Linked DNA regions of Zea mays: region 1 is linked to region 2. A link is a contact called in public Hi-C data. All regions are on one chromosome and are shown on one strand. Each heading gives the region's core, a stretch centred on a gene start, on an enhancer-like site or on the middle of the called end of the contact. The rest is flanking DNA. Distances are from core to core; before and after follow the strand shown. Region 1 has its middle 110 kb from the start of LOC100284697. Region 2 holds the start of LOC100283771 (antigenic determinant of rec-A protein).

Region 1 (5,689 bases), core at 2,091-4,590, 350 kb before region 2:
GACTCTCATGTATCAATCGGTCATTTCATCTTTAAGTCGGTGCAATTCTTCGTCTTGAGATATGCCACTATGCCGAAGCTTTATGGATGATAGCTTCGGCACTGCTTTTGAAAGGATCTGCCGAAGGTGTCTCTTCTTACAGGATCTTCGGCGACGAAGCATACCCCCAACATGTATGTCAAGCAGGGAAGCAGGTTGGAGTTCATCATCCACACAAGAACATCATGACGACCAATAGGCCGCTTGAGCTACTCCACATGGATCTATTCGTCCCGATTGCTTACATAAGCATCGACGGGAGTAAATATTGTCTTGTAATTGTGGATGAATATTCTTGCTTCACTTGGGTGTTCTTTTTGCAGGAAAAATCACAAACCCAAGAAACCTTAAAGAAATTCTTGTGTCACACCCGGGTTTTAGGGGTCCAAAACCCGGGCACGAACTTCACCAAGTGTGCTAGTATCAAGTCTCACACATATGATGACTCATGTTACAGAAACGAATGTCACATCATTAATATATATAACGGAGTTCTGTACAAAGTAGTTAAATAATTACATCATACGAAGACAACGATCCAGCAACACAAAGTTGACTGGGAGATGACGGCCTAAACCACTCACGAACTCATCACTGCATCCTTCATGCGCCTCATCCTGTGGTACCTGTTCTTGACTTGGGGGATGTGAGTGCAACAAGGGTGAGCTCACATACGTTCATCGCTCAACAAGTTGTGGGGAATAATTTGCATGAACTCACCAAAGGTGGGAGCTCATGTGAAGTGTAAGGCTTACCAAAGGAGATGGTTAAATTTGAGCATTGCTTTTAGAGTTGGTCAAAAATTTATTAGCAGTTACTAAGTAAAAGTAGATACCAACCCAAATAAATAAGAGATCAAGATTAATAATAACACCCACAATGCAATACATATGACAAATTAAGTTTAGTTCCATAAATTACTCATGTGAGGGTCCGAGCTGCTCATGACCATGAGCACGACTGATATACCAGTTTTACACTCTACAGAGGTTGCACATCTTTACTCATAAGTCATGTTACCCATTTGCCAAGGGATCACGACTTCTCATTCATCTCTACCGAGGAGACGAGGCAGGGTACCACTATGAGGCCTTTACAAAGTTCTACTAGCTTCTGAAAACCCGCTACGGTTTCTGAGAAGGGCAATATAGGAATCCCACGCCCGAAAAGACATCACAGCATAATCGACCCGAGAACCTCCCTATATGTAGCTCCTCTACCGCCCTTGCCCCTTTCAGGTAAGGTAGTCTTCCACTAGCTTTCCTAATTAGTCAGCAATGGTGTCCCATACCACCCTTGTGGTAGCACTGTTTTCCCGGGTGGTCGCTCTATGTTCCAATTAACACAATGATCTTCTCATGAACAATAATTAAAACAACAGTATAACTAGAACATGATCATAATATAACATTAATTTCCCAAAACTAGGTGGAGCAATAGCAAAACTACCCAATAGTGCTTCTGTTTGCAAGGTAAGGGATAAACAATGCTAGGGAAACCTATTGGGTCCCATAAAATTAACCTGAGCATGTCACATTGATTAACAGGAACATTATTAGGTAAAAAAAGTGATCAAGGACACAACTTGCCTGGGACTCGAGATTCTAGGTACCAAGTTAGTCTTCAGATTCCCGTGACATCACCGCTACTCGTAGCAAAACATACAAATAAACAAAGAGTACATAAAAATAACAATACAACAATCATGAGAACAAATGGCGTAAGAATCTTCTATGTGATGCTACGAGATTGTAGGTTCGAGAAGTATTAAAATCAGGGTTATGGTTCAAAAGATATAGTTTTCTAAAGTTTAAGGTGTTTAAACACTAACACTATATTATATGTTGATTAATAAAAATCAAGTGAGAAAAGATATTAAAGAAATAACTAATTTAAGTTATATCTTAATTGGAAATCATATTTTAGTCAGATTATAATTATTGACGGATTAACTTTGATTAGAAGGATTAATCTATTAGACATAGGTTAAATGCATATTTATTTTTACAAACATATTATCTGATAAAATATCGTTACAAAAGCTTATGCAATATTATTACAAAGTTAATGCAACTAGAACAGACTAAATCGGAGTTAAAATGAACAAAATATGAATTAAACAAGTTTTAGGGATATTTTAAGTATAAATTTTATATTAAGATTACTTCTAGGGGCGTTTCTTCAAATTTCTAGGGACTGGTTTGCAATTTCGAAACCTAACCCGAGGGTCCCATTACTGAGCACAGGACAACATGTTAGTTTGTGAAAAGCATAGGGTCTCATATGTCAAAGTGCATGGCGAAGGGGTATTGGATGATTCTGGTCGTCCAGATCAGATCCCACGACCAGGTTAGAATTGCCCTTAATGCGAATCGGTATTCAAAGGTAGCCATCGGATCGAGATCCGTCGCCTAGTGTTTTAAATAACCGAGACCCAGTTTTGACCGTCCATCACCCAATCACCGGCTTTGATTACACAGACGAGGGACGCGCTTCTGATTTAATTGTGACCGCCCAACAAGCAATCAACGGACCAGATTTAAAGTGCCCGGAGCTAACCTCGATCACGTGCTTTTCGATCAACGGTTCTGATCGACTTCGGCTGGACACCTATGACAAGCTAATCCCTGCCGTTCACCACGATCCAACGGTGGATCCATGTCCCTCCGTGATCGGATTTAACGGTCAGATCTCCCTCTCCCTCACACACACACCCCCAGCCGAAAGCAGGAAGAGACGCCAGCGCCGCAACGGCGCCATGGCTAGAACGGCAGCCCGCCCGCCCGGGAACTCAATTTCCTAATAAAAATAATGTTATACCGAATTGGGGACATGGGGAAGCTGCGGAAAAGGCTCTCACCGGAATTCACAGGGAAATTCTTGACGGCCACGGCGCGCTGGGGATTGTCGATGAAGTTAAGCAACAACGAGCAATTCTCGCGACTCCAGCGATCCCCGGTGTCGGCAACTCCTTTGCCCAAGTACTAGGGTCCCTAGTGATCCCGCTGGTGCCATCCGTCAAGGACATACGGCCCAGGGAGCAGATCGCAATGACGGCGGGCTGTCCCCTGTCCTTTCTATTTCTCAGACATGGTGACGCACAATTGGGCACAGGGGTCACGGCTCGACCCATATATGCGTCGAGGGAGGGCGAGTCCGAGCCGAGAAGGTCGGTTGCGAGATCCATGAGTTGTTGCAACAGAACCCCGAGGAAGCGGGGAGGCAGCTATGGTGTGGCGCGTGCGAGATTATGAAGAGAAGAAGGGACTGACCACAGGGGCCCACAAATAAGTGAACTAGGGAGTTAACTGACATACCGGCCCTGCGGATAGTGACCGAGCGCACGCGGTGGGAGGGAGTTGCAGAAGTGGGCTGCGCAGTGGGAAACCGGGATCGAGCCGCGGAGATTAGTGGGCCTGCGTGGGGGACTAGGGTCCACATATGAAGGGGGGAGTGGACCCATGCGGGTATATCAGCCCAGGAGGCCTAGATAAGGTTCTTTTCTATTTTTATTTATTTTCTGTTTTATTTTCTATTCTCCTTTTAATTTCAAGTTCAAACTCATAATTCAAATGGGAATTTGAAGTTTCAGTTTTAAGATGCAACAATCAAAATATCCAGTATGAGGTACATGTCATGTTTATTTTATATGTTTAGGCAAATCCTTAATTTATGGAACACACATTATTAGGAAATACTATTTTGGATGTATGATTAAATTAAAGGTTCGTCCAAACCTCAATATTCATTGCTTACTTAATTTAGGAGATATAAAATCTCCACCATGATTTATTTAACTTTTTCTAAGTTTTGAATAGCAAGTTATTATTAAATCATTTAGAGAGATATACTTTATAAAGGAAGGAAATCATTATTAGAAGACATTTTAATTCAATTCATTTGGAGAAACCTTTATAAATCACAAAATAGAATTTTGGGTGTTACAAATTCTACCGCCTTAAAAATAATCTCGTCCTCAAGATTTGTACGAAAGGGGATGCAACTTGTTTGGTTTGTAGTCTATGTTTCAGTTTCTAATTGGTTTTAATACCAAAAGATATTTTTTAGTCTATATCATAAATTATCAGGTGATTAGGACAGCATGGGTATATATAGGAATAGCCACTTTATTATGTAGGATAAAAGATGTCTTTAAAGCATAGATAGGTTTGGGTAAGAAAGAATAGGGTAAGGAAAGACTCCATCCAAGATTGTGGATCTAGCTCCCTTTGGGGGTCTGGCTTGACTCCTATTCTTCCTTAACGAGGTTGATATTTTCCTTCTCGAGCTTTGGTGTCTTCATCCGGGTTAGGGACTAGAGGTTAAGATAGATTTGTAAGTAACACTTTAGTGGATAGAGCAGCTAGTTTAGTAGGTGGCTATGAGTTAAATGAGATTAGTGAGATTCTGGTTTGGTTGTTTGCTTCTAGATTGGTTGGATAGGTTATGTAACCTATTATGTTGCTCAAGTTGTTGTTCATGGTCGAGTTGGTCTAAGGCACTAGTTTAGGTTTAAGTGCATTAGGGGAGAACAAGGTTCATAGGAGTAGGATCCAGTTTATTTCACTAGTGTGAACTTGTTAAGTGACTCACATTAGATTGGATAAGATCTAGATTAGTTTGGCATGACTAGATTAGACCAAATAGGATCTAATTAATTTGTACTAGATAATGGTTGTTTCACTAGGAGAGAATAAGCAAAGTGGTTAGGATAAGATAAGATAGAATCTATAAAGCTAGATAAATTCTAACGGGGGATAATCTAAGTTAACTTAGTTATCTTATATAAAATGGACGTGAAAAGTGCCTTCCTCAATGGTCTTATCAAGGAAGAGATGTATGTTGAGCAACCTCCCGACTTTGAAGACAATGAGTATCCTACACATGTTTATAAGCTCTCAAAGGCGCTTTATGGGCTCAAACAAGCCCCAAGAGCATGGTATGAATGCCTAAGAGACTTTCTTATCACTAATGGTTTTAAAATCAGAAAAACTGACCCTACTCTCTTCACTAAAACAATTGACAAAGACTTGTTTATTGTTGACATGGATTTTGGCCTCATCAAAATATATGCTATGTGGGCTAAATAACTTTGATTCATGTGACCACTAAATTTTGATTCATATGAAATAAGCAAATGTTCTATAAATAATATATGAATATTTAAAGTAGCCATGGCTTCTAATCTCCTTGTGCTCTAAAAGTTTAGCACTTCAAAATATTGAAATATGTATGGAATAAAAAATATACCAATGTAAATATATGGCCAATAAACATTCCCCATAGAATATGACATATATAGCGCCGGCTAAATACAAATTTATTTAGCTAGATAAACAAATGGCGGGAAATATGACATGCAAATGACCGTTCGTCGTAAGTGTAAATAGAGCCAATAAAAATTTCAACTTACTTTTATATACATATATAGTTAAATACTGCAAAGTAGTCTTCTCTAAAATAATAATAACAATAATATATAATATATTAAAATAAATAAAATGAAAGAAAAAAAAGAGAAAGAGAAAAAGAAAAAGAAAGAAGAGGAAATAAGATACGTGCGGCCAAAGAAAACAGAAATAAAACAAAAATACATAAAAAAGAAACAAAAAAGAAACGAAAAGAAAGAAGAAGCAAATTAGAGCACGGT
Region 2 (5,492 bases), core at 1,140-3,639:
GAGATCTGATACCCTTCCACAGAGGTTTCAATACAGTATCAAAACTTTCTATACCATATGGTGCAGCAGCCTCAGCAAGTGCAGCAAGAGAAAGGGCAGTAATTGTACGAACTTTCTGGTTTTCATCGCTCAGCCCATGCTCAATGATCTCAACTAGTGACTTGAGGTGTGGCAAAACAGCACAGCCCATGAGAATAGCAATCTGTTGGACGATTTTGATACCAGTGTGCCTAGCCTGCCAAGACTTCTTACTCTGACAGACAGCCTTCAAGAATGGTAAAAGGGCAGGGATACCCAAAGCAGAAGCCACCACACTGAACGCCCTAGCAGTGGTGTTTCTCACATACTCATCAATGTTATCGATGTCGGGTCGCATAGCAGCAATCATAGTAGCAAGCCCAGCTGCTTTGCTAAGGTTTGAGATGATCTCCCTGCCTTCAACACGAGCATAATAGTCCTCATCAATCAACAGTGGTTCAATAACCACAAGAATCTTGTGCACAAAAGGACGGACCAGCTCATCGAGCTTATAAAGTACTCTGTCAATGACCTTCACCAAAAGATGCCTCTCCTGGTCCTCCAGTGTTGGCTGCATGAGTAAGGGCAGTATTTTGTTGAACAACGGTCCTGCACCAAATTCACGGGCTTTGTCTGTCAGTTGCCGAAGTGCTGTTTTACGCTGTGGGGGTGTGCCATTCTTCACTTTGAGTAACAGTTTCATGATTTTCCTCTCCTTCTGCTCCTCTGGCGATAGCTGCTCCTCCTCTTCCTCGTTCAGCAAAGTTCCAAAGTACTGGTAATCCTCGGGCTTCATGAGTGGCAACCCACCAGGCAGCTCCTTGGGCACATCAAAATGCTGCCCACGATTCTCCTCTGGAATAGCATAAAGTGGTGTCCCCAGAGGTGTCGGTGTCGCAAGGAGCTTCCTTGCCGGGGTCCTGATGGGCTGGTAGGAAGCCGGGGGCTCAAGAATCTTGTAGCCCTCCTGCGGGAACATGGCATCAAGCTCCTCGTCAGTGAGAGGCCTGTTCCTCTCCTCAATGTCCCGCTCCCACCGCATGAGCTGGTACTGCTCCGGAGTGATCGGTCCACGAGCAATCTGGCTAGGAGTTGGTGTGGCAAGGTTCTCTGCACCAAATGGCGTTGGACCAGGAGTATAACCAGCAGGTGTTGCAGCACCAAGACTACCAGGGGTTGCACTCCCCATACTTGCTGGTGTCTCATCCCACCTTGATCTCTGCTTCTTACCAGGGGTTGGCGTGACACCACCAGGCAGCTTTGGAGTCGCGTCCCAAGCCCCAGAAGGAGTAGCCCCAGGGGTGGCACCGCCAGCTGCAGGCGTAGCATCAGCATCGGCCATCCTCCCTGGAGTCGGTGTCTCATCCCATCTGTTCCTTCTCACGGAGGGTGTGGCGTCTCCAACACGTCCGGGGGTGGCATCCCAACGGCCAATCCCAGGAGTCGCATCAGGGGCATCCCAGTCCGAGGATGTCTTCACCTTCTTGGCACCGGCACCAGCGTCGCCGTCCTGCGACTGATCCCACCTGTTGCGCCGCTTTGTTGTGGCGGCAGGCTGCTCAGGAGCGGCAGCCTTCCTCTCCTTCTCCTTCTCTTCCTCTTCCTTCTTCTTCTTGGCAATCTCCCTCAGCAGGTCCTCCTTCTTCTTCTGCAGCGCCGCGTCGCGCATGACGTCAGCGTAGGTCCGCACCGAGGGGTCCGGGGTGGCCTCCCCAGCGGCGAACGGGTCATGGCGCTCCGGCGAGATGATCTGGTTGAGGCGGCGGCGGCGGTAGTCGTCCTCGCGGTCGATGATGCGCTGGGACCTCTTGGGCAGCCCGTCGTCGTCGTCGGCCGACCGCGGGATGTCGGCGGCGGCGATGGCGTGGCCCGTGTAGGCCGCGAGGCGGCGCGGCGCAGGGTTGGCGGCCTCCGCGTCGTCCTCCGCGGCGTCGTCCTCGGAGGCCGGGATGGAGGTGTCGTAGCCCGCGAAGCGGTTGGGGTCGGCGCCCCCGCCGCCGTAGAGGTCGGTGTCGAAGGTGACGGAGGACACGGCCATGGGCGCGCCAGCCGCCAGCGCCTCCTCCATCCTGCGCCGCTCCTCTTGCGTGCGCGCGAGATCTGCGTCGATCGAGTCCATGGCGGCGGCGGCGCGGGAAGGGAGCGGGTAGGGTTTGCTTTGGTGGACGGAGAGTGAAGATAAGATACGATGCGCGCCCTTCACATGCGTTGGGTTGAAAAATCTGGCACGGTGGCTGGATCTCGTCCGTTGATTGATCGTTTACGCGATCCGGATCGTTCATTTGTGGTGCTAGCCTTGGACTTATTCCCAAGTCCCAACAAAGCCCTCGCCTGTCTAATAAAAAAACAAAAAAAGCAACAAAAAAAAACAAAGCCCTCGCCCCAATCCAATCGATCCCCAATCCGTTCACGCACTCCCCAATCTCGCCGTCGCCGGCCTCCTCTCCGGCCTCCGCCGCTGCCTCTCTCCACAATAATAATCCACTCCTCGTCGCCTCGCGTCCGTCTCCTTGACCAACGTGCTCCCCCCTTCTTCTACCTGTAATTCCCATCCTGCTTGTGCGGCAAGGGCCTCTCCCGCACGATGGGGAAGCACGAGTTCCTGACGCCGAAGGCGATCGCAAACCGGATCAAGGCGAAGGGGCTGCAGAAGCTGCGGTGGTACTGTCAGATGTGTCAGAAGCAGTGCCGCGACGAGAACGGGTTCAAGTGCCACTGCATGTCGGAGTCGCACCAGAGGCAGATGCAGGTGTTCGGCATGGCCCCCGACCGCGTCGTCGAGGGCTTCTCCGAGGAGTTCCTCGAGTCCTTCCTCTCCCTCATCCGCCGCGCGCACCGCCACTCCCGCGTCGCCGCCACCGTCGTCTACAACGAGTACATCGCCGACCGGCACCACGTCCACATGAACTCCACGCGGTGGGCCACGCTCACCGAGTTCGTCAAGTTCCTGGGGCGCGAGGGGTACTGTAAGGTCGAGGACACGCCCAAGGGGTGGTTCATGACCTACATCGACCGTGACTCGGAGCAGGCCGTCAAGGAACGCCTCAAGCGCAAGAGGATCAAGTCAGACATGGCTGACGACGAGCGCCAGGAGCGCATGATTGCCCGCCAGATTGAGCGTGCGCACAAGTCCTTAGCTAAACCCAATGGTGGTGGTGCTGCCGAGGGCGAGCCTGAGTCTGGCAGTGAAGGAGAGTATTCAGGTTCGGATGATGATGAGCAGGAGCCGGAGGATGACTCGAAAGAGGCAGATAAGGCAACAGGTAAGATTGCGATTGCGCTTCAGAAGGCTGTGCCGGGGCCCAAGGTTAATCCTTTTGACGATAAGCCGAAGATGAAATTTGGTTTTGATGAGGAGGATGGCTCAGGCACCCGAGACCAGGAGAAGAATGAGTTGACCAAGAAGATGGGAAAGGATGTGAAGGCAGCAGAGGCAAAGAGGTCAGCATTGGACGAGCTGATGAAGGAGGAGGAGAAGGCCAAGGAGAGGAGCAATAGGAAGGACTACTGGCTGTGCCCTGGGATTGTGGTCAAAGTGATGAGCAAGTCATTGGCAGAGAAGGGGTACTACAAGCAGAAAGGGGTGGTGAAGAAAGTTATTGATAAATATGTTGGGGAGATTGAGATGTTGGAGAGCAAGCATGTTCTCAGGGTCGACCAAGATGAGCTTGAGACCGTGATCCCTCAGATTGGTGGACTTGTGCGGATTGTCAATGGGGCTTATCGGGGGTCAAATGCCAGGTTGCTTTCAGTGGACACTGAGAAATTCTGTGCAAAAGTGCAGGTTGAGAAAGGCCTCTATGATGGGAAGGTTCTCAGGGCTGTCGAATACGAGGACATTTGCAAGATATCCTCATGATATACAACGTGATTCATTCCATTTTCCTGGATCATCACTGAAGCAAACAAGCTATACGATCTAGTGTACTAGCTCTGTCGATTAGATTCTTAATAGTTTCTGTGCTTGTTATTGTTTGTGCTGGAATATCTTCTGTTGAAGCAGTGTTTGATATCTTGATGTTTCTAGTTCGCGGTAACTGCTGAAAGGCTATCTGTGAGAAAATGCTCTCATTTATGTTTGCTTGTTACTAGACCAGAATAACCGTATTGATGAGTTTCAGCATTATTTGCCAATCAATTATTTTGATATGTTATCATATTTTTGGATGTTGTTATGAAGGTAAAGGACTCAACTAAAAGAATACCACCAAAGCATAATTGAGAATTAGTAAAAGTAGTTTTCCAATGTTTTTTTCTATGTGATTTATGATTTGCAACCGTTTCCGAGTATACTTTTGAAAGTTATTTGAGTACAGCTATGCCGTTTCTTCAATTAAATTCTGAAGTGTAGCTTTAAAAGAAGCAGCAAAAGTTTGCATATATTGTATTAGCTAATTTATTGATGCAACATACTTTGTTTAGCAATTCCAGATGAAATATGCCTAGTTCAAATATCTCACAAGTCACAACACGTTTGTCACTTTTGCTTTATCCTAGGTTTCACCTAAAAAGCTCCAGATTAGTAAAATGTAACACTATCACTGAAACTGAAGTGATATTGCTCTCTGAAGTTTGGAGTTATCTTCAGCCTAATAATAGCATATAAGAATGCTAAAATAGCATCTTAATTAAAAGCATCAATTTACATATACAGTTTTTGCTGAGTGGCTCTGTTTTTTTTCTTTACTTATTATTGATAGCTGTGAAACATATTACAGATTCAAAATCCTACAAACCCTATCGACTGTCCTGTCTTGTGCCACATCATGGAATTGCTTTGCTCAATTTTTCGTATCTGGTAACCAGGCTTACACAACAACAACAAAAACTCGGCCAGAGAGGGCAAGACCACCCTCCCAGTATTATTATTAAAAAGAGACCGAAACATGGTCCAGAAGAGAAAATTCCTGAACTCTGGCCCCAATCACTAGCGGGCCGTCACCGTCCACTCTGCAACGGGCAGCCGGAGGGTGGCGCACAGGACGTAACCCGGAAGCGGGCAGAACACAGCAAGAGGGATTTTTTTAACCAAGCCCGAAATTCGTCCCCGTGGGTATCGAACCCGGAGCTGGAGGTGCTACTCGGAAGTCTTAACCATTACGCTAGAGGACCTTTCACCAGGCTTACACAACAAGTCTTATATTAGTCAGAGTTATTGTGCAAGACATCCTAGTTTTTCTGTCCATTCGCAGTAGAGTACTATGATTGCATCAGCCTTTTTGATATTTTATTATGGGAGCCTTGCCATGGCTTTGGACCTAACCCTAGCAGCTCTAAAAACCATTAATAAATTAGAAAAGGATTTTCTCTGACGGGTAGGATAGGGTGTAAGAGAGGGTCATTGTTTAGTGGCTTGGGGTAGAGTCTGCAGACCACTTGAGCTTGGTGGCCTAGGTATTGCTAGCCCCAAAGAGCTTGGATGGGCCTTGAGGATGCGATGGATGTGGCTGTCCAAAACTTCTCCTGAAAAACCT

Evidence for each region. Hi-C and Micro-C count contacts between places; a contact is called where the count stands out from the background.
Region 1: a contact with region 2 is called in a Hi-C map of tassel, with 3 times the contacts expected there. The contact joins the enhancer-like site here to the promoter of LOC100283771 in region 2. A contact is called at or near these places in 2 of 25 Hi-C or Micro-C datasets (bundle sheath and tassel).

What each region holds. Positions count from the first base shown.
Region 1 is chr5:81,258,497-81,264,185 of Zm-B73-REFERENCE-NAM-5.0, reverse strand. No RefSeq gene overlaps it. Among protein-coding and RNA genes, the nearest start is that of LOC100284697, 110 kb to the right of the region's middle. Within about 2 kb of position 3,340, at least 18 of the 20 cell types and tissues checked have an H3K27ac peak or open chromatin away from gene starts, as enhancers often do. A contact at or near this core is called in bundle sheath and tassel, where this site is marked.
Region 2 is chr5:80,904,143-80,909,634 of Zm-B73-REFERENCE-NAM-5.0, reverse strand. It overlaps LOC100283771 (antigenic determinant of rec-A protein), which reads left to right and starts at 2,389. Exons shown (of 1, transcript NM_001156670.2): 1 at 2,389-4,156. The coding sequence starts at 2,603. The coding sequence ends at 3,877. LOC100277544 (antigenic determinant of rec-A protein, mRNA) reads right to left here and starts at 2,168. Exons shown (of 2, transcript NM_001327758.1): 1 at 1-2,168. The coding sequence starts at 2,137.